Regions from separate parts of the Mus musculus genome. Here region 2 is linked to region 1. The links are chromatin contacts, called in public HiCAR-type maps. All regions are on one chromosome and are shown on one strand. Each heading gives the region's core, a stretch centred on a gene start, on an enhancer-like site or on the middle of the called end of the contact. The rest is flanking DNA. Distances are from core to core; before and after follow the strand shown.

Region 1 (6,951 bases), core at 821-3,320:
TGTGTGTGTGTGTGTGGTGTGTGTGTGGTGTGTGTGTGTGTGTGTGTGTGTGTGGAGAGTGCAGAGCTGGCCAGGAAAACAACCAGTAAATCTCAGTCATCTTCTCATTGGCTTCTTTTGAATATTTTCTTAATGTACAACAGAGTTTTCACTGCAAAATGCAATCAACTGACTTACTTCACATATTTTACAATATTTTCTACTTCAAAACAGTCTCTATTAAATTTACAAAGTTAGGGGCTGGTGAAATGGCTCAGTGGGTAAGAGCACCCGACTGCTCTTCTGAAGGTCCGAAGTTCAAATCCCAGCAACCACATGGTGGCTCACAACCATCTGTAACATGATCTGACGCCCTCTTCTGGAGCTACAGTGTACTTACATATAATAAATAAATAAATCTTTAATAAATAAATAAATAAATAAATAAATAAAATTACAAAGTTAGGAGCTGGCAAGATGGTTTAGTGAACCTATGTTCAATTCCTATAACATTTTTCTTTTTGTGGAGGATGGTTTGGGGTCGCCCATCCCCCCTCCCATTGTCTCACTATGCAGCTTTTTATTTTTTGTTGTTTTTGGTTTTTTTTTTCCCCCAAATGGGATAAACAAAAGAGTCCTGCAACTTAACAATGGGGATAAATACTAAGAATTGTGCTGTCGGGCAATTTCATCATTATGTCACAGTCTGCATAAACTAGGATAGCTGCTATATCACTAAGAGTGTAATATTGTGAGACTACCTTCTTATAGGGACCAAAGTCATCCTTATGAGATGCATGACAGTAACAGGCTTAAGTCTGGCTATTCCAGCTGGGGCAGAGCCGGACATCCTGCGGAGGTCCAGTGAAGCGGTTGGTCACAAAAGCACACGCTCTCTTTAGCACCTGGACAGCAGGTGTCAGCTCTAAGTGAGAAGCCCGGGATCTCCCGGCTTCATCTGTTTGGAACTGGACGGGCAAGATAGTCTTGTTAGACCCTGAGAAGGATGCTGCACGCGAGGGTCCCTGAGACAGGACAGGGACCCTAGTTTTTTTTTTTTTTTTTTTTTTTTGGGTTTTTCGAGACAGGGTTTCTCTGTGCAGCCCTGGCTGTCCTGGAACTCACTCTGTAGACCAGGCTGGCCTCGAACTCAGAAATCCGCCTGCCTCTGCCTCCCAAGTGCTGGGATTAAAGGCGTGCGCCACCATGCCCGGCAGGACCTTAGTTCTAACAAGCATTTTGGGGGGCTGCCTACAAGCCACGGCCTCTGGACCAACTATGCACACCGAACCCATCCCCCATTCTCTCCCCTTCTCCACCCTGGGTATCTGCACAATTGCCTCCCGCTTCTTCCCTTGTCCTCAGCAAACACACACACCTGCTCTCTCTCAGTCTGCTCCTCTGCCCCAATGTTCGTGGGTTCTGAGCCACACCACAAGATAGAGCCGGTACCGAGAAACTACAAACGTAGGCTTTGGGATAGGTTTCTTATCCTGTTTCACCTGGCTTCCAAGGGCAATCAAGCTTATGGTTTCCCTGTGTGTGAAGGTGAAATACTAAGTACCAAAAACTCACAATAGGCCGGGTGTGGGGGAACACGTCTGTAATTCCAGAATGGAAACAAAGTGAAAAGTCCTTCTCCATTATGAGCTCCATTGGAAGTCTTCATAGTCCAAAACCTTTACACTAAGGATACACTGTTTTTCATAATCACAAGGGAAAAAGTGGTACAATACTGACGTTTTTCCAGCCCAGGAAAAATAGAAATCACTGTGGCTCATTCTCTAGGAGTGACTGTTTCTTCCTTATTTTGTGTATTTCCAAGTAACCTAGTGTGAGGATTGGTTTCTAAAGAAAAACGAAACAGAAGCACCGAGGCCAAGCAGAAGCAGTTTTTGAGTGACGAGGAGCAATTTCAGAGCACCAAGCGGAAGAAATGCCAGAGGAGAAAGCATCTGGAAAGGGATGCGGAGGGAGATAAGAAACTGACTGAAGCCAAGCCTCTAAATCCAACCTCACCATCTCTGAGCGGGTGACCCACCCAAGACACCAGGGCGGTTTTCTGAGCCCCGGCGATTGTGGGTTACAAGGCAAAGCCTTCTATCATGTACAGGGCGAGATAAACAAAACAAAGGCCGCTTTAGCCTGAACTCCGACTACCTTTGTCCTTCCCCGGGGATCTTGCTAGTTAGACCCGCCACTGGGCCTGGGGTGGGGGAGGGGAATGTCATGGCGTCGTCCAAAGAAGATGGGGGCTACCGGTGGGTGGTTGCCACTTTTCATATGATTTCCACTTTTTATTTTCTTATAAAAAAATACTGTGGATTTACTGCTGAGCCTGTGTACGGCACCTCTCTAAAGAGAAAATTACTTCTGGAGGATCTGCTTGCACAAGCGTAAACTTCGTGCGCCTCTCTGCACCGCAAGAAACACATCAGACTCCATATGCTGATTCGGCTCTTTTGGGTTACCTGCTCGGAGAACTCGGGCGGGCGCTTGTTTCTAGCATGTCCTGTTCCTCCAATTTTTTGCTCATTCATATAACTAAGTGTGCTACCAAGGAATTCCTAAGTGCATTTGCCTTTACTAGATGCCAGGAAGGTAGCAGGGATGGCGGGTAAAGGGTCTTTGCATTTGAAAGATTTACAATCCCATGCAGGGCACAGCAGAGAAAAACAGCAACTGGTCCTCTGGGGCGGGGTGGGAAGAGGGCGGGGGTGGGGGCGGGGGACCACTCCAAATGGAGCGAACAGCAAGTGCAAAGGCCCAGGGGAGGCAAAGATCAACAAAGCTGGACGACTGCAGAGTCCGACTCCAGAGTCCGGGAGGGCAAAGTCTGTGGGGCTGGAGGAACTTGAATTATGCTGAGTGTGGCAAGACGCCATTTAGATCTTTGAGCCAGGAATGATGGATTGGGGAACTCTTTTTTGGTTTTCTTTTGTCGTGGCAGGGTCTCATTATGAAGACTACCCTGGCCTTGAACTCAGGGCGCTCTGCCCGCCTCTGCAGGGTTTAAAGGGGTGCATTTGGCTTATTTTATTTTATTCTTAACTCTTTTTATTGAGTAGGCTCAGAGAAACACAGACGGCAGTTAGCAAGCTAAAGGCAGTCACCGGGACACATAAAGGTCACTGAAGTACAAGGAAGCCGGAAGTCCCAGAGCCCCATGATCTGGTCCGAATAATTAGCAAGCACTGAAAAAGATGGGTCAGTTCTCTGATGACTCGTGGCCAGATTCAGAGCACTCACTTCTAGAGTCAACCTCAAATCTGAGACCAGGGAATTTTTTGTAAGCTTAAGGATCCCAAGAGGCCCCGTTGCCTTTAGACTTCACTCAGTTCCGCTTGAGACTGACTGTTCAACCTAGAAATTTTCACAGAACCCAGTAGCTGGGCTCCGTGGCCTAAAATAGTGTGGCTTCTGGATGAGGGCTCCAAAGAGACAGGTTCCGATCTCTTATTTACTAGAACACTTCATTTTGCTTGCTCTGCCTTAGAGTTCGAGCAGCCGTGCTTGTGTGCACGTGCGCATGCGCATGCGCAAGCTTCCTAACTCACTTTTAAAATCCGCTCTCAGGCTCTGCCTCAGAGGAAACCCATGAGAATAACACTGACCATTTCTAAAACTCCCAGATGAGGGGTAACCGTTACCTTCCTGGACAAGTGTATTTGCCTAACATGCAGAGCATTGTGGGTTCAATGCTCAAACCACAGCCACAAGCTCCCAGGTGATGCCCACTTTCATCAGATATTCCACTACACATGAAGTGAGTTGTTTTCCGGGCTACTTTGCAGCATGGGCTACAGCTGATGACACAATGTCTCTCCTACACACAGACCGGATGCACTCCACCCCACTACCTTTATAGCACTTGAGAGAAACACTCAGAAAACTTTTACTACAAACACATTAGCAATGTTTGGGTGTGAGACTGGACAGCCTCTCAGAGAGCTCACCTGTTCCTACCTCAGAAGCACATAGTTTCATTCTGTCTCCCCTGTTTCTCCTCTCCTTGTTCTGGGTTCTCCCTGACAACTATTTTTGAGATGGTGGGCAAATTATCCATCTCGTGGAGTCCAGGAGGTCTGTCGAGAAACTTGTTGGAAAGCTATAGCACCTATAAAATGCCTTTCTTTACTGCAAAAATGTTTGCTTTAGTGTGCAGTTATATATGTATATGAATACACACACTCACACATGTATAAATGTATACATACATATAACTGCAGTGCTGAAGCATATATATATTATATATATACACATATACATATATATACATATATATATATATATGCTAGAGAGATGGCTCAGTCAGTAAATCACTCGTCACTGAGAGCCAGAGTTTGATCCCAGGATCCACATGATAGAAAGAAAGAACAGACTCCCAAAGGTTGCCTTTTGACTTGCACACATGTGCCATGGCTCACAGAAGTTGCACACACACATAAATAAATGTAATTTTAAAAAGTAGAAAGTGCGCCTGTTCTCCAAAGGTGAAACAGTGAGTTAATGATACGGTCTATCCACTCCCAATATATACCCAAGAAATTAAAATATATATTCAGACATGGAATCCAATGTACATGGTGGCATTATTTATAGTAGTCCAAAGCAGAAACGGTCCAAATGTCCGTCAACAAAAATGAATAAACACAATGTGATATAGCCATCCAAATTGAATATTACTCATTCATAAATAAGAACGATGTATGCTACAACATGGGAAGTTCTGGAAAACATTATGCCTGGTGAGTCAATCACAATGGAATGTGGCCACTAATTGAGAAGTTTCTTTTAGAGCAGCAGTTCTCAACCTTCCTAATGCTGTGACCATTTTTAATACAGTTCCTCATGTCATGGTGAGCCCCCCAACCATACAATGATCTCGCTGCTACTTCCTGTGATTTTGCTACTGTTATGAATTGTAATGCAAATATCTGATAGGCAGGATATCTGGTACTGGATCCTAAAGAGTCCACGACCCACAGGTTGAGAACCACTGTTTTAGCGTGATAATTTTTCTAACTCAGGCACAAGGAAGAAGGGTCACAAGATCAAGGGTAGCCTAGCCACACAGCCAAGCCCTGTTTCCAAAACCATTAATTAAAATGCACTAGATAGTAAATTATATTCCTCACGGATTTGACAAAATTCAAGACAAGATACAATGTAAGTGGGAAAAACTTATCTTGGCTCACAGTTTAAGGCATCATGATGGGGAAGTTACAATGACCGAAGCTTACCTCGCATTCTCGTTACATTCAGTCAAAGACCCAAACTCATGCAATGATGCCAAGCGCAAGTAAGGTGGGTCTTCCCACTTCAGTTAGTTTAATCTAGATAATCACAACACCCAGAGCTTGTCTCCTTGGTGACCCTAGATCTTGTCAGTTGACAATCAAGATAAAACATCCCAGATATTATGACTTTGGCAGGGGGGGGGTGGTAATTTTTTTTGAGACAGGTTTCTTAATGTAACCCTGGCTATCCTGGAACTCACTCTGTAGATCAGGCTGGTCTCAAACTTAGAGATCCGCCTGCCTATGCCTCCCAAGTGCTGGGATTAAAGTCGTATGGTGCTCCCACCCCCTACCCCCCTAGGTATTATGACCTATTTTTTAGACTTCAATGATCCTAAAGCTGTTAAACAGAAAATCTGCACATTGACTGGAAAAAACTGGTATCTGAAACCATCGCATTAAGAAAGTGCTTTAGTTAGTTTCTATTGCTGTGAAGAGACACCATGACCATGGCAACTCTTATAAAGGAAAACATTTAGTTGGGGCTGGCCTACCGTTTCAGAGGTTCAGTCCATTATCATCATGGCAGGAAGCATGGCAGCATGCAGGCAGACCTGGTGCTGGAGAAGGAGCTGAGGGTTCAACAACCTGATCCACAGGCAGCAGGAGGTGACTGAGATGCTAGGCCTACTTTGAGCATCTAAGACCTCAAAGCCCGCCCCAGCAGTGACATACTTCCTCCTAATAGTGCCACTCCCTATGGGGTAAGCATTCAAACACCATAACTATTCAAACCACCACAGAAGGCTCAAGGGCGAACTTCGGAGTCCCTACAATGGCGCGTTGTCTGGAATACTTACAGCCATTATAGTCAGCAGGAAACAGGGAAATGAGCCATCTCTGCCAAGGGTATGCCCCTTCACTTTGGAGTATGCAGGAACTTCTCTATGTACTGCTAGGAAGGATTAAGGATTATATATTATTTCACACCTTTCTCTCCTCCCATTTAATTTAAAAGAGTTCTCTGAGCAGATCTCAGTAATTCTTCTAACTTCTAGGCGCCTGAGGAACTTCTAGTACTTTTTAGTGGAGGGAAGCAAGTTTTAACTGATCGGTTGGATTTGTTTTGCTTTGTTTTTGAGATGGGTCTCATGTGTCCCAGGCTAGCCTCCAACTCACTGAGTAGCCGAGGACCTTAAATTCTGTTTCAGGTTTTGTGTAGTCAGACCCTCCATGGCCTTCTCCAGCCTCTGAGAGACTAAACGCTACCAGCTTCTTGTCTGAGAAGATCTTCTAGCAAAGATGCAGTAACATAAGCTCCAACTTTCCAGGAATTTTGTGCCTCCTTTATATGGAATGAGAACACCTGGAGTTCAGGGACTTTCCCCCGAGGCCACACAGCCTGGGAAGGTGTGGCAGGCCCTCCCTGCTAGTGAGGGCAGGTGTGGGTGGTGGTGGTGGGTGGTTGGGGATATGGCCAAGGCTCCTAGCTCCCCAGCTGAGTTTATGCATTTGCTCAGTGCCCAGATACTCTGAGTTCTAGTTATTCATGCACAGTGCTCAGCCCAGCTGTGTCTATTAGAAATGGCAAAGTTCAAACAATGTACATTCTCATAAAAGCCATCTCCCTTTGTATGGTCACAGGGACTGATGAATGTTTTCAATAAATACCCATATGTTAAGAAAGAAAACAAAACAAAAAACTAATAGATGTTTATTGGGTTCTACACCT
Region 2 (7,297 bases), core at 3,000-5,499, 600 kb before region 1:
ATCACATCATCCCAAGAGCAGAGAGAAATGCATGCATGCATGCATGCTTGCTTGGGCATAGCTATCTCTCTCCACACTTACACAGTCTAGGATTGGCGAAAGCCCTGGCCCAACAGAATGGGGCTTCTCACATCTATTAACCCCTAATCCAGACAGTGCTCCACAGGCATGCCCACAGGACACCCTGATATACACAAATCCTCTCCTCCTGTGTAATTCTAACTGCATCATAGTGATAATTAACAGTAAGCATCGTTAAGCATCACACAGCTCCAGAGACAGACAGACAGACGACAGGCAGACAGACAGACGAGAGCTGACTCTTCCTCTGTGATGTACTCTGTTTTACTCTATATCACCACACAGGTCCATGTAGGTATGTGTGTGAACATATTGACACCTATATCCATAACTTGCTTAGCTACCACCTGTCCCGCGCCACTAGAACACAAGCTTCATATGGTCTGGCACTGGGTCTGCTCTTAATTACTGCTGTCTCCGTAGCTCTTCCTATGATGTAGCACACTATGTAGGCTACATCAAAACATGTTTGTTAGAAGAGTGAATATGCTAGTCTGCCCCTTGATGAGATAACCCAGGTTCCTTCTGCCTCCGACCCCTCACATCCAGAGTCCCAGGCATTCTGAGAGCAGATTACAAGTCCCCTTCATCTCATCCTTCATGCTCTTTGTATCCCACATGCCCAGAGAAGCTTCTGGTAAACCTAGCCAGTTTCTTTTTTAAAGGCAGAAAAACAGGTTTTACTGAGGCTTTTACAGTGTTGAGACAGAACAATACAGAAATAGGCAGGCTATTTTGTGCTTTCCCTAATCACGGTCTCTCTATTTTACCTTCTGTTCCAATGTTAAGATAACCAAGTCATTCACACAAGAAAACTAATCTGAAGGAAGTTACTCGCTCTGCTGCAGCGCCAAGTCCACCTATCACCTTGCCACATTGGACGTGGGTCTCCAAGGGACCAGAAGTAGTGTTCCTATGAGCACAGACACCTTCTGAGATCGGCAGCTCAGCTGTCCATAAATAATTTCTTGTTTTTCCTTATAGACTTCTGCAGTAAGTCTTTTCATCGTAATGCCCTGGAAAACCTGCATGGATGGGGAATTCTCCAGAGGCAAATGGGAGAAGACAGATTCCCAGCATGCCTTTGGTGTGTACATGAGCAGGACCCTTCCTTATCTCAGACCGCTCTAGTCACTGTGTGCTCTCATCTCTACACTGCAGCCTTGCTGTCTTCGCTGACCTGACCTTAACTTTTAAAAAACAGACTGGTTTTGTCTCTTTTCTTATCATTATACATAATACTTACTCGAATGCTTTTTTCCCCCCAGAGATGCTTAGCAATTAATTCTAAAAGGTTTTGCTTCACAGAATAAAACACTTTTTAATCTTTGGTGAGGTTTCCTCACTCACAAAGCCATGGCAAGGTGCTTTCTGGTGTTTTCTTTCTTCCTTCTACATTTCTGTTTCCTAACGTCTCGCTCACCGGCGGACTTGCCCTCCCTTGCCTGCCGAGCAGCCAGCGGCCCTCCATGGCACCCGAGATTTACTGAAGAGGCTCCCATTTGTCAGCTTTATCGTTCGTCCCATGGAGTGCCATTTGCAGTTATGTTTCCTTTCAAGGCCCGACACAGCACTTGGCATTGGAAATGCAAGATGAATAAATGAAATGTAAATCTAAGGAGAATTACCTTTGAATGGCATATGGCGCCTCTTCCCTCAAGGAGTTCAGAGCTGCCTGCTCATTCACAAATCCAGAGACCCTAAACTGCATTATTCATAGACTCACCCACGACATAACGTTGTTATAAATTTAACATTTATATAGAGAGTGGCTACTGGAACCTCGGTGGCGCCTATGCACTTTATCTAAAGTCCAAAACTAGAGGGAATTTTAGTTGTTTTAATTTTTTTGCAGGGGAGGGGGTGAAAACTGCAGATCTTTGGAGCAGAGAGCATCCGGATTTTTATAAGGTCACCTAGTCAGCCAGTTCGGATTTTATTTGTTGAATCCAGCGTTTAACAGGAATGAACCAAACTCTAAAATGTCTAAAATATCCCTGAAGACATCTTTCTTGGTCATGGTCTGTGTATTAATAAGTAATTTCTATGGAATTTCAAGAGGGAAAATGATTTCATGTCAACAACTTATACACCCACGTAAAGGAGCCCACAGAGATGCCCTTCTGGTGTTCTGTGAGATAACCTCTGTTCGGCACACATACACAGTGCTTTGCTGCTGTTTGTCAGAGTGCAAACTTTGCAAGGCTCACTGTCTCCCTGTTAACCCTTCTTCTCAGAACGTTCCATTTGGGGAGGAAAAGGATGAAGCATTGACATAAAGGACTCCAGGAGGCAGCTCACTACATAGCTCTGTCCACCTAGACCGGCTCCCATGCAAAGGAGAAAGACCATTCCTCATCCCCTCCTTACGATTTATATAATTCAAACTTACCTTGGGATGGGCCAGAGTAAAGAGGGTGTGTCAGTGACCCAGGGGCACAAAATTGAACTCAGACACTTGGCTCAGAGGACTACACCTTTGCAGGTCTGCTACTGCCTAAAGGTGAATCAGGGGGAGAGTCCATTTTGCTGCAAAATGAATGCCACCTCTAACTCTTCGCCAGAAGGAGTAGACCTCAGGATGGAGAGAAGACTTGGAGGCCTGAAGTACCTGCTGCCCTTGCAAAGGACTCCAGAGTTTATAGTTTTGTTCCCAGCACACACATGGCGGCTCTCAAGAGCCTGTAACTCCAGGTCCAGGGACTGACTCCAAACCCCCTCTTCTGAACTCTGCTGACTCCTGCTCACACACGGTACCTATGCATACACTCAGGCGCAGACACAGTAAACAAACAAACTCACAAAAAGAATCGTCCCAGGCCGGACGCTCTCAGCAGTTCCCAGCAGTGAACTAGTTGGAACTCAGTGACGTATTTCTGCTTCTTGGCTGCAATTCTGTTTTTACTTAAGTAAGATGGTGTTGATTTCACATTTGTAATAATGGCTATAGTCTGAAGATGTTCCCCACCCCACCCCCACCCCCCAATCCATATGTTAGTCTCAATTCTTCCATGTGGCAGCGTTATAAAGCAAGCCCTAGTGGGCAGTATTTTGGTCACGGACAGCTTAAATACCTCTGGGATATAAATGCCTACTTGTCCTCACAAGGCTGGATTTATTACCTCAAGAGCAGGTTGTTTTAAAACAGTAGTTCCCAACCTGTGGGTTGAGGCTCCTTTTGGGGGGGGGGAGTTTATCGAACAACCCTTCTATGGGGGTCACATATCCGATATCCTGCATATCAGATATTTATAGAACTATTCTTAACAGCAAAATTACAGTTCTGAAGTAGCAACAAAGATAATTTTATGGTTGGGGGTCACCACACCTGAAGAAATGTACTAAAGGGTCCTTCTTATGCTTAGGGAGGTTGGGAGCCACTGTGTTAAAGGGGAGCTTGCCCCTGTGCCCTGTTTCCTTCCCTTCCCTGAATTGAAATAGCAGGAAGCCTTCGACAGCACCAGACTTTTAAGCTTTCCAGACTCCAAAATCATGAGCCAAACTAAACTCCGTTCTTTATAAATTACCCACTCTTTAACTACCAGTATAGCAACAGATAGTGTAACGAGATTATAGTAAGGCAAGGTTTCTGTTTTACTACTGAAAGTGTAGTAAACTCACAAAATTAACTTAAAATAAATTTAAACAGGCAATACATAATAAACAGAAGTGCTAAAAGGGTATGAGAATAGTTAAATGGCAATGCTGTGTATTAGTTTTTGTCAAAATAATCTTTTTCTTAGAGTGGAAAAAAATACCCTTTGAGGTTTCCCAAATTTTCCTGATAACCTGAAGTGTAGTCTGCATGTAGTGCACAGTCCTTTTTAAGGAAAACAAAGGTATCAGCCACATAGCCATGAAAATGAAAAGGATGCTCTGGCTGTGTTTGGCAATGTGGCAAGGCATGGTGCGAGTAACCGCCCATCCCAGGAGCAGTCACAATGAGAGCAATCACCTCTGGTCCTGGGGAGTGAGGTGCCTCCCCTACTGGAAAACAGCAATCATGGGATAGACCCAGAAGGCTGAGCAAAGACTTGAAGATAAAATGCCAATCATTGGGTAAAGGAAAGAATAGCCACACCCACACAGCTTCTAACGTCCATCTCCTACCTCTCAGGCATCTCTGCACACCCTAGTCGCTCAGCAACTCACTCCATGTTAGCTAGCATTCATTGCATACAGAGACCAGGAAACCCTGTTGGTTGGCCTTGTCCACTAAACCCCACCCTCTTGGGGGATGCAAAGGTGAATGAAATTGATACCCCCAAGCCGCTCCACCCCAATCCCGCTGTGTTCCTTTTGTGTCCCTTTGTTCTTTCACTCTCTTCAGAAGCATTCTACAACTCAATAACAAAACTGCAGCCCCTCTACGCCACCCCTACAGAAATTCCACAAAATTACCATCAATATCACTTCAGGGTCCAGAAAGATTTGATGCAAATTCACCTAGGCAACTAGAGCCGGAAATGAGACAGAGATTGATGAGGTTTTGGAGACAATGAAGTGAGCCTGCTCAAGGTCTAAAGTTTAGAGGCAAAGACCAGAACTTGTTAAGTGGGACGCGGCACTGATGGGAAGAGAGCAAGAACAGAATTTTAAGCATGTCAGAAGGTTCTGTGAGACCCCCTAGATATCATTTAGTCTTTTTCTTACCTGGGACTGTTTTTAGAATAAAATTTGACCACCTGGGGTTGTTTGAGTGAGCTCTGCATTGCAACATATACACACATACATACTGGCAACTAATTGGAAGCGTTATTTCAGAACTCTTTAAAATTCTTTCCAAAATTAATGAGAGCGTATAGTACACAAATATGCTCGGAGGGAGGTGAGAGGTACCGGGAGACATCTGAGATCACATACGAACGCAGGTGGAAAACAAGTCCACGACATGCATAAAAAATGCTGGTGGGGGTACAGCGCTGAGAACCCCTCAGAGGCGCTTCATAGCCCAGGCCAACATTTTAACATTTTGCCACACACCTCCAGCTTCTGTTGTGATACTTATCCAAGTCCTTGTGCCTAAATAAAAAGTCCATTTTATTTCCTCTTTACTTATATATATCATATATATATAAAATAACCTTGCCCTTTTTTGAAAGGGAAGTGCCTTTTTTAGTGGGGTGGGGACTGTCATTGAGGTTTTGATAAATCTTCACATCTGAAACAGATGCCTTCAGCAATGTGCCAGTACCCACAACTACCTCAGAGTTGCCAATGAGCTTTATGGATGGGATGCAGGATAGGAGGGCAAGGAGGCCTTGAACTCATTCAATGTTTTATGAGTGGTTCCCATTTCCAGAAATATATATATATATATATATATATATATATATATAAATTTGTTTTCCAGATCCCCCATTCTCTCTCTACACATGTCCGTGATGAAAGAGGCATGTATTCTTTTATCTTACTTATCCAGATCTGTGTCACACAGATGATAGAGAAAACAGAAGACAATTTGTAACATTTCATGCACTGCTTCCAATATTAAGTTACATTATAAAGCAGATTTATGCTTTGATCCGAAACCATCCAAAGCAAACGCAACTGCAGAATTAATATGCCAGGGCAACCCTAAACACGAGGTGTGTGAATGTAGCAAAGCAGCCAGCCTTCCCTGCTCCTAGGGCTTGATGGTTTATTTTTCAACGACAATAAAGGATCTGCTTCTGTTGCTTTCAGCTCCCTCTTACTCCACTGCAGTACACAGAAATGTCCACAGCTCCAGTACCCAGCAAAGATGGAAAAGAGGGACAGTTAACGAAGCCCCCAGAAGGAAGCAAGATTATGGAGTCTAGCAGACTCTGACAGCAATGACAGAGAGGATGGCTTTAACGATGTAACTATGGCTTTGGACCCAAGCCATAAAACAGGAAAGGAAACTCATCTCCAGCAACTTAGAACACACAGTCTGCTTTTAAAATGCATGGTCAAGTTCTTTCACAGTCTTTAAGGAGCTGCGGACTCGGTGCTTTCGTGACTAATATATGGTTTGTGTAATTAAAATTGCTTTTTGAAAGCTCTTTGAATCTCAGAGCACATAGAAACATCCTTTACTGAGGCCTGAATCGGAGCAATCAGGTAGAATAAGGCTGCACCTGAGCTCATAGATCATTTTGTTTTATGATTTACCTAATTCATCATAATATTTACACTACTACTTGCTCCCAAACAGTATCGATCAGTGCTTTCCCAACACAGGTTATCCAGGTCTGGATCGAACCTGTCTCTGCCAGTAACGGTTTCTCTGGGAAACGGTTTTATTTAAAATGGTTCATAGGCCATCTAGTTATTTGTTCATTGTTAGGCATGGTGGGAGAGACTACAATGGAAAAGCAGTCTCAGCTGGCTGCTGGAAGCAAGACTAGATCTGGTATTATTAAAAGGATGGGTTGTATATTCTATGCCCTATGGAAAATAGTTTGACAATACATCTTGACCCAGAACTTATTAAAAAATCCATTACCGTTTTAATTCAGGTTTATAATGCCCTTTGGAATTTCAATTTAGGCATCTCTTACCAAAATAATAGATAGCTGATTACGGAACATGGGAAATTCAGCCTCTCATATTGACAACTCTCTTACAGGAGGTTTTTAATTTATTATTGACAAATTCATGTTCTTGGAGGCAGGCAGGCAAGCAGGGGGAGAGAGAGAGAGAGAGAGAGAGAGAGAGAGAGAGAGAGAGAGAGAGAGAGAGAGAGAGAGAGAGGAATTTCTTTTTTTTTCCTTCTGAGTAAATCTTAGATCAACTCTGCCTTGCCTCTGTTAATCTTTCATGGTGTACCAACTCTATTTCCACAGTCGTTTATCTTTGCCTAACAGCCCCTACCTCCACCCAGAAGACTACTCATGGAAGTTGCACCCGAAGGCCACCTTACAAAGTGCACACACTCATTGAGACTCGGAGACCCGTCAGCCTAGCTCAGATGGTTGCAATGCCAATGTTAAGGATGTCACACAAGCCTGACAGATGGGAGTCTCAGCCTCTCCTCAGGCAGCACTGTGCTGAGGGAAAATCAAGCGTCTCCCCTATCCCCCTGCTCTTGACACAGACAAGCACATGCCCCATTATAAAGGGCAGCAACCTACTTTGATGCCGTTTCTTCTTGGACTTTCATATGTGCTCGAATTCAAGTGGAGCTACCTAAGAATAACAGCAGGGTTGCTCTGCCACCAGCCCTCTGGAAGGAAACTGTCAGATGGCACTG

The links. HiCAR-type assays count read pairs that join an accessible place to other places.
Region 2: a contact with region 1 is called in a HiCAR-type map of embryonic stem cells, with 4 times the contacts expected there. The contact joins two enhancer-like sites. A contact is called at or near these places in 1 of 15 datasets of contacts at CTCF or cohesin (large pre-B cells), 1 of 484 Hi-C or Micro-C datasets (embryonic stem cells), 4 of 115 datasets of contacts at active chromatin or transcription factors (embryonic basal ganglia and embryonic stem cells) and 1 of 9 other capture datasets (embryonic stem cells).

The regions. Positions count from the first base shown.
Region 1 is chr1:136,565,625-136,572,575 of GRCm38.p6, reverse strand. No RefSeq gene overlaps it. Among named protein-coding and RNA genes, the nearest start is that of Zfp281, 56 kb to the left of the region's middle. Within about 2 kb of position 2,070, at least 32 of the 459 cell types and tissues checked have an H3K27ac peak or open chromatin away from gene starts, as enhancers often do. A contact at or near this core is called in embryonic stem cells, where this site is marked.
Region 2 is chr1:137,171,288-137,178,584 of GRCm38.p6, reverse strand. No RefSeq gene overlaps it. Among named protein-coding and RNA genes, the nearest start is that of Gm25609, 41 kb to the left of the region's middle. Within about 2 kb of position 4,249, at least 6 of the 459 cell types and tissues checked have an H3K27ac peak or open chromatin away from gene starts, as enhancers often do. A contact at or near this core is called in embryonic stem cells, where this site is marked.